Linked DNA regions of Capsicum annuum: region 2 is linked to region 1. The links are chromatin contacts, called in public Hi-C maps. All regions are on one chromosome and are shown on one strand. Each heading gives the region's core, a stretch centred on a gene start, on an enhancer-like site or on the middle of the called end of the contact. The rest is flanking DNA. Distances are from core to core; before and after follow the strand shown. Region 1 holds the start of LOC107845911 (B3 domain-containing transcription repressor VAL2). Region 2 holds the start of LOC107845912 (elongation factor P).

Region 1 (7,952 bases), core at 3,642-6,141:
AGGTGGGCCCGGTACTTAAGGGTCATTTAACCAAAATCCACCTAATAGCCCATAATGAGTCTGAAAGTCTTGATGCCCGAATCAAGGGTCTCCCTAGCCTAAAATTGACATTTCAGATCTACAAAACTGTCAGAATTTACATACGAGATTGTTTACTTGCAGTTTAGGCTCGATATCTAACTTTGAACAGCGAGAACTTCAAAATAAGGGATTGACTCTAAAAATCAAATGAATTACCAAGTAACTAAATTGTCCACACCAGCAAGTCATAAATGACTTATGATAGCTATAAGAAAGCTTTAAATGCCGAAATAGTGTGAAAATAAAGAAAATGACCTGAAGAGTTATTACAATTAATCATCAAACAGGACTGAAAATAACACCAATTCCATCTCCCCATGTAATTAATTAGGATCCCCAACTCTGATGATTTCTCATATTTTCTTCTATATTCATATTTACATTCCTTATGAAACTATAATTTGTTCATTTAGTAAATTGTAAGAATTAGAAAAAATTTCATAATTTTCATAAATTGTGAATTTTATATTTGTGAGAAAAAGTATAACTTTTGAGATTCAAATTATACGTCCAAAAAAAATCAATATTAAATCAGCTTTGATTTCAAATTAATGCTTTAAATCACTTCTCGATGCTGCCTATTAGGATGTGTTTGGGAAGGATTAAACCAATTTTTTCATGTAATTCCTTAAATGGGAAAAAATTATTTCTCTAGTTGATGTAGAGAAAACGAGTTCCATATGTAATATTTCAAATTCATTATCTCCTCCCACTCAACCATCCAATACACCCAACCCCCATCCTCGTGAACCCTAATCTCCTCATCACATTTCATTCTCATAATATTTGCTATATTAAATATAAATACTCTCAAAATAATATTTTCTTCTTTACTTATCAAACACTAGAAAGATGTACTCCCTCTGTTTATATCATTTGACCTATATTGAACACAATTCTTAAGAATATTTTTATTCGTAGTGATTTTTGCTAAACTAAACTTATTAATAATGTTGAAACTTTAAATTAGAATACTACTCATTTATATAATTATTTGATTAAGGGCTCAAAAAAAAGTATTTCCTTCGCCTCATTTTTTGTGGCATTGTTTGACTTGGCACGATGTTTACGAATAAAAAGAATTTTTGAAACTTGTGATTTAAAACAATTCTTAGATATTTATGTAACTATAAATCATTTCATTAAGGATAAAAATAGAATTTAAATTTAAATTATTTCTAATGATAGTAAGGTGACATTCTTTTTGGGATAGATAAAAATTGATTTGGTGCCACGTAAAATGAGATAGTGAAAGTAATAAAACCCTCTAAATTTACTAAAATGAATAACGAAAAAGCATAATATACTTTCAATATAAAGGCCAAATATAAAGAGCCCGAGTAAGAAACCAAATTGTTTTCCTATCACACACCTTAGGGGTCGTTTGACAGAGTGTATTTAAAAAAATAAGAAACTTTGTTTATTATTAATACAGTATTTTGGTAAACTTTTTCATTCTGTGTATTACTGATGCTTGTTATACTCCCTCCGTCCCATTTTACTTGTCCCAAATTTTCTAATTTGATTTCTCATTTTTCATTAATCAAGACAAGATAATTTTTTTTCATTTTTTACCCTTAGTATTAATTATTTTTTCTTCTAATTAAAATGTAAACATCATTTAATAGAAATACTATGGTAAAATAGTTATGTTATTAATTATTTTTCTTAATCAATGTGCAATGTTAAATTGGTACGAGTAAAATGGGATGGGGGAATAGTTATTATACATTCCATTTGATATTAAAGAGCATATTATTAATGCATGAAAATTCATGATATTGGTAATGAAACTGATCTAATGCATATATTAGTGTAGTTAAAGTCACAATTATTTGTCAAAATTTTTTCTACACCCTTTTGAATACATTATGAAGGATATTTTTATAAAAAAAAAAATTATTAAAAATTATGTAATTTATATTATTTTTAATAATTAAATAAAATATTATATGAGAAAAATATAAACATAACTAATATAAGTATTATCAATGCATTATATTGTGCACTCGTTCTCATGTACAATGAACCCTTGGTGCTTTTTGGTTGTGGATTTCAAAAGCATGATGTCATTGTACTATTAGCACGCGCAGAAGAAGTAATCAATTAGGGGATTGAATAAACAAACTAGTTTTAATTTACTTATCCGTTTAATTACGCAATGATGATCGACACTTGACAGACATCTATCTATCTCCTCACGTCCTATCTTATCGTACACACAAAGGCAGCTGAAAAGGGCAGTGCATTTTTGTTTGTTTGATTAGGACTCCCACCCCTCATTTATCCATTTGCTTTTTTGTTTTATATAGAACACTTTTTTCGTTTAGTATTTTCTAAAAATAATAGATGTTTACCGGCCCGTACGGACTCAGTATATATATATAATATTTTTTATTTTAATTTATGCGATATAAATAAAATTTAGATAATTAATTATATTTTTAATATATTTTTAAATAATTTAAGTTATTAATTATTATAATTTGTAATACTTTTTTGATATTTTTAATTTACAATTTTAAGTTGTAAGTTATAACACTCTACTTATAAAAAATTTTGTGACATTAATAGTCAATTATATTTTTAAAATAGTTTAAATGATTTATAATACTTTTTATTCTATTCTAATTTAAGTGATACTGGTGTAATTTCGAAAGTTAGTCATATACCACGATTGAAGGAGCGAAGCAGACATGTCTTAAATTACTCATAATAACTAATTAGAAGTGATATAAAAAATTGCTACAAAAAATACTTGTGAAAAAATTTAAATGAGTCTCATATAAGATGTCAAGTTAATTTAAAACAACAAAAATTAATTTGTGTCTATTTTTTTTTTATTTAATATTATCAAATTCTTAATACTTAGATGAGTTATAATAATTAATTAGGTGTGATATAATAAAATTATGATTGAAATAGCTGAAGCAGACATGTTATAATAATTTACCTTTTCTATGAAACATGATTAATTTTTTAATATATTTAATTCATAATAATTAATTAGAAGTGATATAACAAAATTGTTATAAAAATATTTGTGCAAAAAAAATAAGTGAGTCTCATATAAGATGTCAAGTAATTTAAAACATCAAGAGTTAGTTTATCATTTTATTTCTATTTTATTTTTTATTAAATATTATTAATTTTTGAATACTTAAATGACTTATAATAATTAATTGGGGGTGATATAATAAAATTACGATTGAAACAATATGTCATAATTGTCTATTTAACTTTTTTTATTAAATATATTAATTTTTAAATACGTAAATAACATATAATAATTATTTAGGAGTTATACAGTAAAATCACAGAAAAAGCAGGCACGTTGACGAAGAGGTGCCTGCTTCTTCGCGTTTTTAAATAGCACTAATAACTAGTGCTAAGTTTTATAATGTTAATCTAATATTACTGGGTAAAAAAAAATCTTATGTGTTTAATAATTCTAGCTTCACTAATACTATTAACATGTAATATAAGAATTTTATTAAACAAAATCTAGGTTGTAAGTTTTGAATACGAAAAAATTTCTAGAATATCAAATAGACTTATTAAATACTAGTTGGCTTATGCCGTACTACGCACGACCCAATGTTGATTCTTAAAATTTTTACGTTATGTATAATTCTATCATTTAATTAAAATCTTCATTTATTTAGTTGATAAATTCTAAGTTAGATATATGTTATTATATATAGATTGATGAAATTTGTATGACAATATTTTAATTTGTTCAAACTTTTATGGCATTGATAGTCAATTATATTTTTTAAATAATTTAAATTTTTAATTATTGTGATTTATAACATTTTTTCTTCTATTCTACTAATTAGAAGTAACATAGTAAAATTATTATAACAAAAACTTGTGAATTTTCTTAAGTGATCCTATATAAGACGTCAAGTTAATTTAAAATATCAAAAAACAATTTATCATTTTATGCCTATTTTATCCTTTTAATTAAATATTATTAATTTTTAATACTTAAATAACTTATAAAATCATCAAAAATAATTTATTATTTTATTTTTATTAAATATTATTAATTTTTTAATACTTAAATGACTTATAATAATTAATTATCAGTGATATAGTAAAATCACGAATGAAGCAGTCATGTCATAAATGTTTATTTTAAATTTTCTATTAATATTTTTAATTTTATAATATATAAATGACTTATAATAATTAATTAAGGATAATATAATAAAATTACGTTTGAAACAATCTAAGCAGACATCACCATGAGCAGCCTGCTACTGTGACTTATTATATAGGATAACAATTTGAATTAGGCCAACTTAAATATAGTACTATCAAATATCAACATAAAAAATTACTCTTTTCGTTCTATATTAATTAATAACTTTATTATAAATAATTATTTTATTATTTATTAAATTCAGACAGAATAAATTGTATTTTTTCCCTTCACTTATAATTAATTCTCTTGAAAATTCTTTAAAATACAAATAAGTAATTTATAAAGTCTCAATAAAGCATTTTAAAAGATAAATTAGTAATATTATTTTTTTATTTATGATTTTTAAGAATTGTATCAACTATAATATGGAGAGGAGGTAATAAATAAAACGATTATTTGGTGTAAGGTATAAGGGATAAGTAATTTTGATATAAAATAAAGAATTATTTTATTTTTCATATTTAGTTGAAGGGATAACTTATCCCATTATTTACACCGTAATAATAAAATAACTTATCCTATATATGTATATAGATGGAATAAGTTATCCTTATTAATTTCAACATAACTAATGCCGAAATTAAATAACAATTTCCCAAACAGTGATGAGAGAGAGGAGAGCGACGTTAATGGGAGGCGAAAAGGAAATGCGGGCGACCTTTTCTGAGCCTTCAAGTCTCTCCCTGCATGCCTCCTTTTCCATTTACTGTTTTACACTTTACGCCTCTCGCTCTCTCTCCCCATTTCCACAGGCGATACCACTTTCCGTTACCACCAATTATTCAACTACCTTTAGTTTATTTCTAACTCTTAATATTTTCAGGATTCTTCCTTTACTCTCAACTTTTCCATATTTTCAGAATTTTTCTAAACAACATAGTGTAGGCAGATATTACCACTAGCTCGGAGAGGTAGAGAGGTAAGCGAAGTGTCAGAAGTGGGATTTGAACCCACGCCCTCTTAGAAGACCAGAACTTGAGTCTGGTGGCCATCCTGACTTGATTTTTAGTTTATTCTTGAATTTTCATTAGTTGGGTTTTTTCTAAAGATTTCATTTTTAGTTTGTTCTTGAATTTTTCATAGTTGGGTTTTTCTAAAGACTTCATTTTTAGTTTAAAACTTCTTTTTGGGGGATTTTGCGTATGAAATTTTTTAGAGGAAGATTATGCTGTATTAGGGGGTGGGAATGGAGTCGAAGATTTGCATGAATGGGGTATGTGGGGCAACTTGTTCAATTGAATGGAAAAAAGGGTGGCCTTTGAAATCTGGTGAATTTGCCAGCCTCTGTGATAAGTGCGGGTAATTCAATTCAGATTTTTCTCTTTATACTGAAAATGTTTGTATATTCAGTTTTCTTGTTCTTTCTATTCCTAGATAGAAATTGGGTTGCCTATTACTCCTTTTGTTTGTTCATTTTATATGATAACATTACCATTTAAAGAGTCGTTTCGTATAAACGTATAAGAATATTACTGAATAGGATAGATTAGTTATGCCGGGATCATTTCTTATTCTATACTTGTTGGTGTGGTGTGTTAAGGGCAATTCTATCTTCACCCATGCTTATCTATATATTGATAACCCTTGTATGACTATTACTAATATCATGGTTTGCTATGTATTAGTTATACACCCTGTAATATTGAATAGGGTATATGACTAATACACGGTTGTTTTTCTTTGACTAGGATTTTCTGTACATTGATTTTTACATATTTTTTATTATAAAAATGTTGTGACTTATGTAAACTTTGTGTAGCTTCTGAATTTGTAAATTTTATTTGAGGAAAGATTAAGGAACCAATGTCCTACTAATTATTTGAGATTGATAACTGCTTGAATACTTGAGATTGATAACTGCTTGAATACTGAATACAATGAAGCCTATACACAACTTTTTATAGGCTGAGATCAAGAAAATATCTACTTGAAAAATATCTTTTTTTTTTTTGAAGGTAAAAATTAGTTTTCTATTCCAAAACAATCAAACCTGCCACAACATGTTACAGGTTTCCATAATTACAATTGTAAGAGAGTAACAAGAAGATCTTCAACCCTATAGCAAAAATTTATAATGAGCCTAAAACATCCATAACTGATTTTAGATCTTCCATGTACTCCTGTGTACACCAAAAATGAAATAAAACTAAGCAATTCATCTTGAATGTTGTTGCACTTGTTCTGGAAGCATCTGAGATTTCTTTCTTTCCACATGGACCACCAAATGCATGCAAGTATGATTTTCCATCTCTCTTTATGACCAGAGATACACTAGCATAGCTGCTCCAGATTTTCAGAGTCTGTACTATCCTCTTTGGCATCACCCAGTTCAGTCCCTTCATGTTGATGAAGATTTTCCACAAATAGCTAGTGATCCTACAGTGTAGAAAGAGATGAGTGATTGTTTCATCCACTTCTTTGCGTAGGAAACATATTGGATTCAGATTGAGACCTCTTTTCATTAGATTTTCCTTGGTAAGCACTGCCTATTTAACCAATAACCAAGTAAAACATGAAACTTTAACGGGGATTTTTACTTTCTATATTAGTTTCCAGGGACAACTACCAACTTGATTGTTGAAACTATTGAACTTCATATAGGCCTCCTTAGTATTGAATTTGCCTTGGTTGTGATTCTGCCATATCAAAGTATCTTGTGAAGTGGTTGTTCCTTTGAATTGCTCTAGAATTCTAAAGAACTTGACTAACCTTTGAATCTCCCAATCATTTAATGGTCTTCTGAAGCTCAAATTCTATCCTTGGTTTGACCGTACCTCTGCGACAGTGGCATTTTGCTGCTGGTTGAGGATGTGAATATCAGAAAATAGATCTTTTAATGTGCCTTGCTCCAGCCAGCTATCGTCCCAGAAGAAAACCTTCATGCTATTTTTCATCTTTATACTGCACTTTTCTCTTAGTTTTGGCCATAGATTCCTAATAGATCTCCAAAGGCTGATTCCGTAAGTACTAGTGACCATTTTGGTAGTCCAGTGACCATCCATTTCATACTTCAGCTTGATTATATCCTTTCATAAAACCTGCTCACCGGATGCAAATCTCCAAAGCCATTTTATCATAATTCCTGTTTCTTTTCCTAAAAAAAAAAAAAACTAGAAGTAACACCACCAATAACAAATTCCAGTGTTATTCAACAAATAAGGTATAGTGAAGGTAAAATGTACGCCCACAATTGGAGCGGCCTAGTGTGGGCCGTTGGGGTCCGCGGGGCCATTTGGGTGGTCAAACGGACGAAACGGCGCAAACGAGGCGTTTTCGGGCCAAATCGATGTGCTATAGCCCACGATAGTAAGGGAGACTCGAACCACCTGGGCAACTGCGGTTTCCAGTGTTGATCCTTCGGGACCTCCACTTTCACAACTCAGCTACACAACCCTCGTTAAAGCCCAATTAAAACAAGTATCACACATTCCTATTCATTAACATTCAAGGTTTTCCCTACCATGTGCTCCTTATATATAGATCATTATGTGGGAGAAAACCTAGCTTTTGCACATTAAAATTTCTCATTCTTCTTGCAAAGCCACCACAAAGCTCTGTCAAGGAAAAGCTCCAACAACTAAGGGACTAGTTGCAATAGATTATCTTCCTCAGAGATTCTATTGCCTTCCCTGCAACCACGAGATTCTATTGCCTTCCCTGC
Region 2 (7,952 bases), core at 2,468-4,967, 280 kb before region 1:
GATTTATCACCAGAAATATGATCAGAATTACCCGAGTCCACAACCCATGATCCAAAGGTAGGAAATTGTGCAGTTGAGGCTATTGGTAGAAATATGTTCTTACTTGCTTGATACTAAAGATACTCATTATATTCCTTGTCAGATAAATACACCCGTTGATCACCTGTGGTGTTAGACTGTTAGACTGAGCAATATGAGCATTTTTAGTTGGTCAACCATGCAAAGAATAGCATATTCCACGAGTATGTCCAAGCCTATTACAATAACTACACTTAGGTCTAGAATAACATACGCCACGAGTATGTCCAAGCCTTTTACAATAACTACACCTAGGACGAGATCTTCCAAATCGACCTTCCCCTCGTCGATTCTTCATGGACTGTGACATTTGATTTTCTGATCTTCTCATTAAGGGCTCAGATTTAATCATAGGACTTGAACTTCCAATTTCAATATTTTTTGGAGCCAAAAAAAGAAAAAAATATCATGCCCAAAAGATATCTTGGTAATTTGACTTGAAAATTTCAAGAACCAGATCTGAATTTCTGAAAAAAAAATCCCCGAAAAAAAAACTGATGTCGCCGGAATTAGGGTTCTGGCGGTCGAAATCTCAAAATAGTTGTCGAAATCTAGAAAGGAGCAAGTGGTCAGAGTCAAAATAGACCGGCAACCCCAACAGAAAAAGAAACAACTCAAAAATCGATTGGAGATGGGCTCACGCGCCGGCGCGTGACGCAGATCTCGCTGGAATTTCTGAATTTCGGCTGGCGCGTGGAGGGTAATTTTTTGGCGGTTTTCGTCAGGTTATTTGTTGCCTGATCTTTCCGATCCTTTTGGTGGTGGTGCATTTTTCACACAACCCACAAAATAAAAATTGACCCAAATCAGTCACCGGAATTGACGCACGGTGACTGAGTTATCTTGTCTGATATTTCTAACCTGATTTGATACCATGTGAGAAATATAGGAGAAAAAATATTATTGAATTGTTGTCTCTAAATTATTACATTGAAACCCTATTTATAGACACTACATTCCAATCCTATTCCTAATAGGACACTACATTACAATCCCTTTCCAAGTAGAATTCAATATGCTATTCCTATTCTTATTCTAACAGTTTCGTTTATAATTTCATACGTGACTACATGATAATAAAAGGAAAAACTGAAGGTTGACAGTTTTTCTAACAAATGCTTATAAGAGTTAATACAAACAGGTTGCTGAAGATAACTGGATGGAGCGATTTGTGGGCTGGACTGAGTGAGTTAAGCTAAGATCTAGCCATAAGATGGCAGTTAATCTGTTGCATCGCTAAAGCTTAGAGCGGCGACTGCTAACCTCACAAGAAATTGATCAAAGTTCATTTACAATGCAATCCTATGTTATTCACTTAAAATAGAAGGTTTTCTGGAGAATTTCCACCTGCATCATAACACACAAAAGAAAACTCAACAAAAGTGCAACTATTTTATTTCTTGTTTGAAAAATAATAAATGGTTGAAATATATGGCCTACATGTTAGTTCCCCAGTTTGTCCGAAGGTACTCGACAACTTCAGTTGGTTGAACTAAAAAGAATGGCATGTGCTACATAAGAAGTTATTATTTTACATGACATGAATGTGCCAATGTGGTGTGACCTTGGCAAAAAAGTACACTGCAAGCATATAAACAGACAGTGTAAGAGAATAAGCATAGAAGAGCAGGTGGTACAAAAGATGTTACCTTACTTCCAGCTCGGAAAGTTTTCTCAACACTGTTCCCTGTTATATAATTGCGCAATGTGGTCCTCACAAATGCAGCCCCTTTCCCAGGCTTTACATGAAGAAACTCTAAACACATCCAAACGATAAGTATTATCAAACTGTAAAAGAGGCAACCAAATTTTAGGTGTACTCAATACCAAACTATTCATATATACATCATATTCAAAAGATCAGCTGTTTTTGAATTCTTCTTAATGGACTACAAGTAAAATCAGTCGATTGTACATGGATACAAAACTTTTGAGTTTATAACAGTCCCAAAAAATGCCTTGGTAACCTATATAGAAATCTGAACAGCAAAACAGTTTAGCAGCTAGCGCACTATAGAGTCGGAGTGGACCAACAATGCTCTAAGCAAATTCTAGCATTATCCATCCATTCATTCATTGATTGTGATGACGAAACCTTACACTTCACTCGGAATCCTCTAGTCTTGCTCTAGTTTGTGTATTTTCAGCAGTAATTATCCTGATTTTTTATGACAAGGAAACCCGCAGCCGCTATCCTTCGGGTTCACATAGAGTAAACCCTACTCCGGTATAATAGCTCGCAAACCACACACGAGAGGGTAAGTCACACTAGGCAAATCCCATGGGACGAGCTCGACCAAGAAAGTACGCATGGGATTTCGAACCTGAGACCCCTCATTTGGGAGACCCCTGCTCAACCAACTCGGCCACCCTTGCGTGTAGTAATTATCTTGTTATTTGGGTCAGTAGGATAAAATATGGTTGTCAATTACATTTACACATAGTTATAAAATTTCAAACGTTTAACTTCCAAAATTGTAAAAACCAAAATGACCCCCCTATTTTTTCTCGGTTACTTCTTTGAGACAATCACTTTTGACTGTCTAACGCCCAATTTTTTGCAAACTACTTCATATGCTGATTCACAACCCCTGTCCTTTACTTGTGAAAAAACAAACAGATGCTTAGCATAACCAAACAACAAAAAGCTGGAATCAAATTAGCAACAATTCACTATGAGGAGTACATAAAACTCCAGCAGAAAAAATTATACAATTATTATGTTGGATTAACCCTTCGCGGTGGCTCAGATGGTTTAGCTTGGGACTTCCATAATGGAGGTCTCATGTTCGAACCTACAGGCAAGGGGTTGACCTTCTGGGTCGAGCTCATCGCACGGGGCTTGCCTAGGCAGTTTATCTCTCCTTTGTGGTTTGCCACCCATTGCACAGGAATGGGGTTTAACCTCTTGCCTGTGACAACAAGGGGTTGGTCTTATGGGTCGAACTCGTCACATGGGGCTTGTCTAGTGCGGTTCATCTCTCCTGTGTGGTTTGCGAGCCACTACACAGGAGCGGGGTTTACCCTGTGAGCACCCAATGGGTAGGTTCCCTTGTCAAAAAAAATTATTATTGTTTTAAGGAGGTGACCATGAATTACCTATAACTTTACAAGGAGCTCCATCCACTTCAACGTTACTGCCCACTTTAATATCATTACTCGAAAACGCAAATATCTCTGGAAAAACAACCAAATAAGAAAAATAAAAAATACCCATAAAAAGTTTTTAGTAGAAAAAAACAAGAACATTGTCATGATTACTACTAAATAATAAACAATCCAAGATTTTTTTTCATTTCATTTTTTATTTTTTTTTGGTTTTCAAGATTTTTTTTTTTCAAGAAGAGGTACTTACTTGGGAAGCGGTAGGGTGTTCTGCGGAAAATGGAGGTAGAGACAATGAATGGATTTGAGCAAAGAGAGTAAGAAGAAGAAGAGAGTGAGCAGGAATTGGGAAAGAGAGAGAGCTTGAGATTGGGGAATCCCGCCATTGTTTGCTAGTCAAGAGGTTTTCAGTGGGACTGGAAACGGACTTGTACCATTCCTGTCTATAGATAAGGAAAGTAAACTATCCTTTAGTACCTTCTTGGTATTGGGAAAAGATATTCTCAGGCTTATTTGTTTGAGTGTATAAGATGTATTAATAATGATTGCATTATTAATGATGATATTAGTTTTGCTTACATTATTTGATGTACATTATTTGATTTAATGTATTAAAAAATATATATTATATAATTTTTATTAAAAAATATTTATTTATAAAAATATCCTTTATATTCTTTAACCTTGTACACTTCTTATTGAAATTCCTCAAAATGGATGTAAATAATTATTGCCTATTAGCAATGCTTCAAGTTTCTCGAGGAAAATTGTCATCATAATGTTTTCCATGGATTAGAGCCAGCTTTTGGGTTACAACATGTTTAAAAAAAAAAAAAAAAAACGGTTCCTGCATACTCCCAGATATCAAGTTTGTGTTTAAATTTGAAAATAGGAATAAGGCAATAGTATGAGTAGTTGAACTCTTCACCAAGCACACAGATAAGATTGCTTTTGAGTTGAATTTTGCCATCTCAAATACCTGTGTTGTTCATCGGTAAAGACAGAGAAGGAACTGAAAAATATTTTAAAAGGATTGGAGGGATAGTTACATCATTAATCAAGCTAATACATGCATTTAATTCATTTGTATTACTAATACATAGGAAAGGGGTGGCATTAGTAATGCACTCCACAATACACAATAGAGTGTTAGTTATACATAGGGCAAAAAATGAATCAAACAATGTACTAATGATATACATTAAACTAATGCATGCATTAGTTTTCTAATGCACTCTACCAAACGACCCGTTAGCTTTTAAAATATTTTTGGTCATTTGTTTGGACAACAAGTTATTTTGAAATTAAATGTTTAGGATTAGGTATTTTAGGAATGTTAATTTGTCATCTTACTTTTAATATGGAATAAAAATAACTCTATAATTTTGAAATAATTAATCTTGTGATAAGTGTCGCGCCCTATTTTTCTCGCGAAAAGCGGGATTTGACGTGACTACTCCTTTTGGGTTTGTTTAAAGGGGTATGAAGAGTTGCTACCTAACGTATTAAGGTGCGTTAGGGAATCAGTCTAGGCTAACTACGAACCTATTTTGTTGTTTTGTTTTAGTTCACCAGAAATTCAGGTAAGGATTCAAATTAACTCAAAAGGAAGGTGTTAGGCACTTTTTGAGGTCCACAAAAGTGGTTTCCGACCGAATTCATATTTTACGTGGAAATTCTATGTGATCAAATAAAGGTAGCTTATTTCATTATTAACTTAATGTTGGCTAAGTAATAAAGTAATGAATAAACAAACATGTTATTTGATTATTCCTATTTGTTAATTATCTATGTGATAAACAACCCAAGAAATAATAAAGGAACAATACAGGCGAGAAAATAAGAATGACACACGTCATAGCGAAAGGGACTGCTTATTAAATTAACTATCCCAAATAAATAAGCATATAAAGTAGATGTAAGAAAAAGAACAAATTCAAAAAATCAAACAAAGAAATGATTTTGATTTCATTCGGATTAGAACCCCAACTTGTTAATCATTATCTGACCCACTAGCCGACAATTGAATTCTTAGACAAGTGACAATGTCATCGTCGTGTAATATATGTTGGATATCATTGCTTCCGAATGACTACCCCCTACCTCCACCACCACCTAGGCTGGTTGTCAAACCTAAAAGTGTTCTAAAAAGAAACGATAAAACTAATGCCTCTAGAATGCCTATCATCCTACTTATTGTCCAAGAAGTATTGGGCTTTACTATTTTGGATATATGGTCTAGACAAACAAAACTATGTTTCTAGTAGGACTTAAAGCGCGAAACAGATAGGACGTCACGTAGCACATAACGGTCATGCGTTAGCCTCTTGGTTAATTAAAGAGTTGGTTAAAGTGATTAACATAATAGGACAAGCAATTACTTTTTGGTGTCATTAACCTATACGCATGATATTTAGGTGTCACATAATTGTTATCGACGAAGGAAAATTGTCAATCCCTTTTAAAACAGTGTTGCAAAATTGTTGAGAATAAAAGGGCATGTCAAAGTTAAACTACCGTGAGAGAATAAGAATATTAATTTATTATGTAAAAGATAGTTAAGCATGACGTAAAATAACATTTATATGCTGAAAAGTGATTTAATATGTTGAACAATTTATAAACATGCTGAAACTTTTGTTTTAATTACTGAATAATTCATTTTGAAATATTGAAAAAGCCATTTTCTATTTTTAATACGTCGATGCTAGAAATTATTTCACTATGGTGAAAACTAATAAAACGTACGGAACAACAAATATAAATTCTAAAAATTAATTACAGTATGCTAAAAATATTATTTAAAATGCTGAAAATATCATGTTGAATGCAGAAAATTAAAATTTACTTGCTGAGAACGTTATTTAAAATGCGAAAAATGTAATATGCCAAAACTCTGTTAAACATGCCAAAAGTAATTCAACCGGTTGTAAATTACGTTGACATATTCGAACTTAATTTAAAAGACGCAAGTTAATCAAACTTCTAAAAGCATGATTTCTAAGTGATTAAAATAAGTCTTAGATTAGGCTTGCCTAAGTGATAAATCAAATTCATTAACAAATCCTAAACTGGTTTGACCTAAGTTGTCTTTGCCTACACGATTCATAGAGCACATAAATCCCCGCCCCCGAGCAGTCCCAAATTTTATTATTTACATAGGCATTTGTACAATAGATTACAGACCAAATAAATAATAAAAATAAAAAGACTAAACTAATAAGGCATCCCTTCCCCGTATTCCCGCGCGACTTTTCAAACTCCGAATTCCCTACTTTGATAGCGCCTGTAAATGCAATCAAAATACCAAAGCACACACAAGAGAGATGGATACTAACACATCATCTCAAACAAAACATGGACATCGTAAGCAAACATCGATAGTCATTTTGCATCATCTCCTACAGGCATGTTTTCTAATGGTTCTTACAACATGATACAGTTAACACATATAAAGAATGAAAGATCACATCGATTTGGAAACTTACCGGTGAGCAGCAATAAAATAATAAGAAAGATATTTAGGTAAAGCACTCGCAATAGTGAGATAGAAGGATGCTTCCAACTGATAGTGATAGTGATAAACAAATAAAAGAAAATCGAACGTCGATTGTACTCGGACATATGAAAACTAGCTTGCAGAATATTAGAAAGTTCGAGATTATTTGTGTGTGATTAGTAGAAAGTAATAGTATTTCAGATGTCCTAATGAAGGAGCAAGGCCCCTTTTTTATAGTCAAAGAGCTGTACTGAATCACACAATAAAAAGGAAAAAGATATTTTTGACAAATCAATCCAAGTTAAAATCCCTTAAATGGTGAAATCAATCTTGATTCAAATTGTCAAAGTAAAGAAAATCAATCCGACTATTAAAGGAAACCAAAAAGTGGGTAAAGAATAGAATCAATCAACTTGAATAACATTTATTTCTTACCATAATTAAATAAATAAATAAAGAGATATGTCCATACTTAAATGGGTAACAAGAAATTTCTCACATAGTTTGAGTATATTCAAATGGACGAAAATCCAAAATTATCACAATCAAGCAATCAAATTAATTAGTCGTGAATTAGTCCACTCATATTATATTTGGCTACACATAAAGTTCAAATATGCATATGAAAATACCATCATAATTCGAATTTAGTGAGACGAAGAATAAACAAATCGAAATTGAAAAACTTATAATTAAAAATAGACTTAAGGTTCCAAAGCAGTTTATGAAAATTAGAACTTTTAACATATGAGAGCATGCATGATTAAGCAATATGAATCACAAAATTCGTAACCTAACTTTACCAATTTCAAGTCACAAAATCTGCTAAAGTGAAGCAAAAGAGAAGGTAGAATGAGTTTTCACAATTAAAAACAAGATTAAATCTGGGATGGGTCCTCAAGAACCCATCATTTTCGGTGAAGGGGGTGGCTGCTGGTGTTGTTGTGGGTCACCGGTTGCATGGTAGAGGAGAAACGGAGCAATGACGGTGAGTGAGTAATTTACTTTCGTTAACAGTGCTTTATCGGCCATCAGAAGTAGAGGTATGGACTGCGTACATCTGACCTTCCCCAGACCTCACTATGTGGGAATACACTAGGTTTGTTGTTGTTGTTATTGCTTCATCGGCCATCACTTTCGGTAAAGCAATAATGATAGAAGGTGGTGCTGATTGGAGATGTGGTGGTCGTCGGATGCATGGCGACGTGAGTCGCCAAAGTAGTGGAAAAAGAGGGAAAAGAGGGTGAAGGGCGGTTTTTGGAGATGGTAG

Evidence for each region. Hi-C and Micro-C count contacts between places; a contact is called where the count stands out from the background.
Region 2: a contact with region 1 is called in a Hi-C map of leaf, with 2.8 times the contacts expected there. The contact joins the promoter of LOC107845912 here to the promoter of LOC107845911 in region 1. A contact is called at or near these places in 2 of 5 Hi-C or Micro-C datasets (leaf and placenta).

What each region holds. Positions count from the first base shown.
Region 1 is chr10:143,737,289-143,745,240 of UCD10Xv1.1, reverse strand. It overlaps LOC107845911 (B3 domain-containing transcription repressor VAL2), which reads left to right and starts at 4,891. Exons shown (of 13, transcript XM_016690417.2): 1 at 4,891-5,590. The coding sequence starts at 5,478.
Region 2 is chr10:144,013,949-144,021,900 of UCD10Xv1.1, reverse strand. LOC107845912 (elongation factor P) reads right to left here and starts at 3,717. Exons shown (of 6, transcript XM_016690420.2): 1 at 3,434-3,717; 2 at 1,728-1,834. The coding sequence starts at 3,569.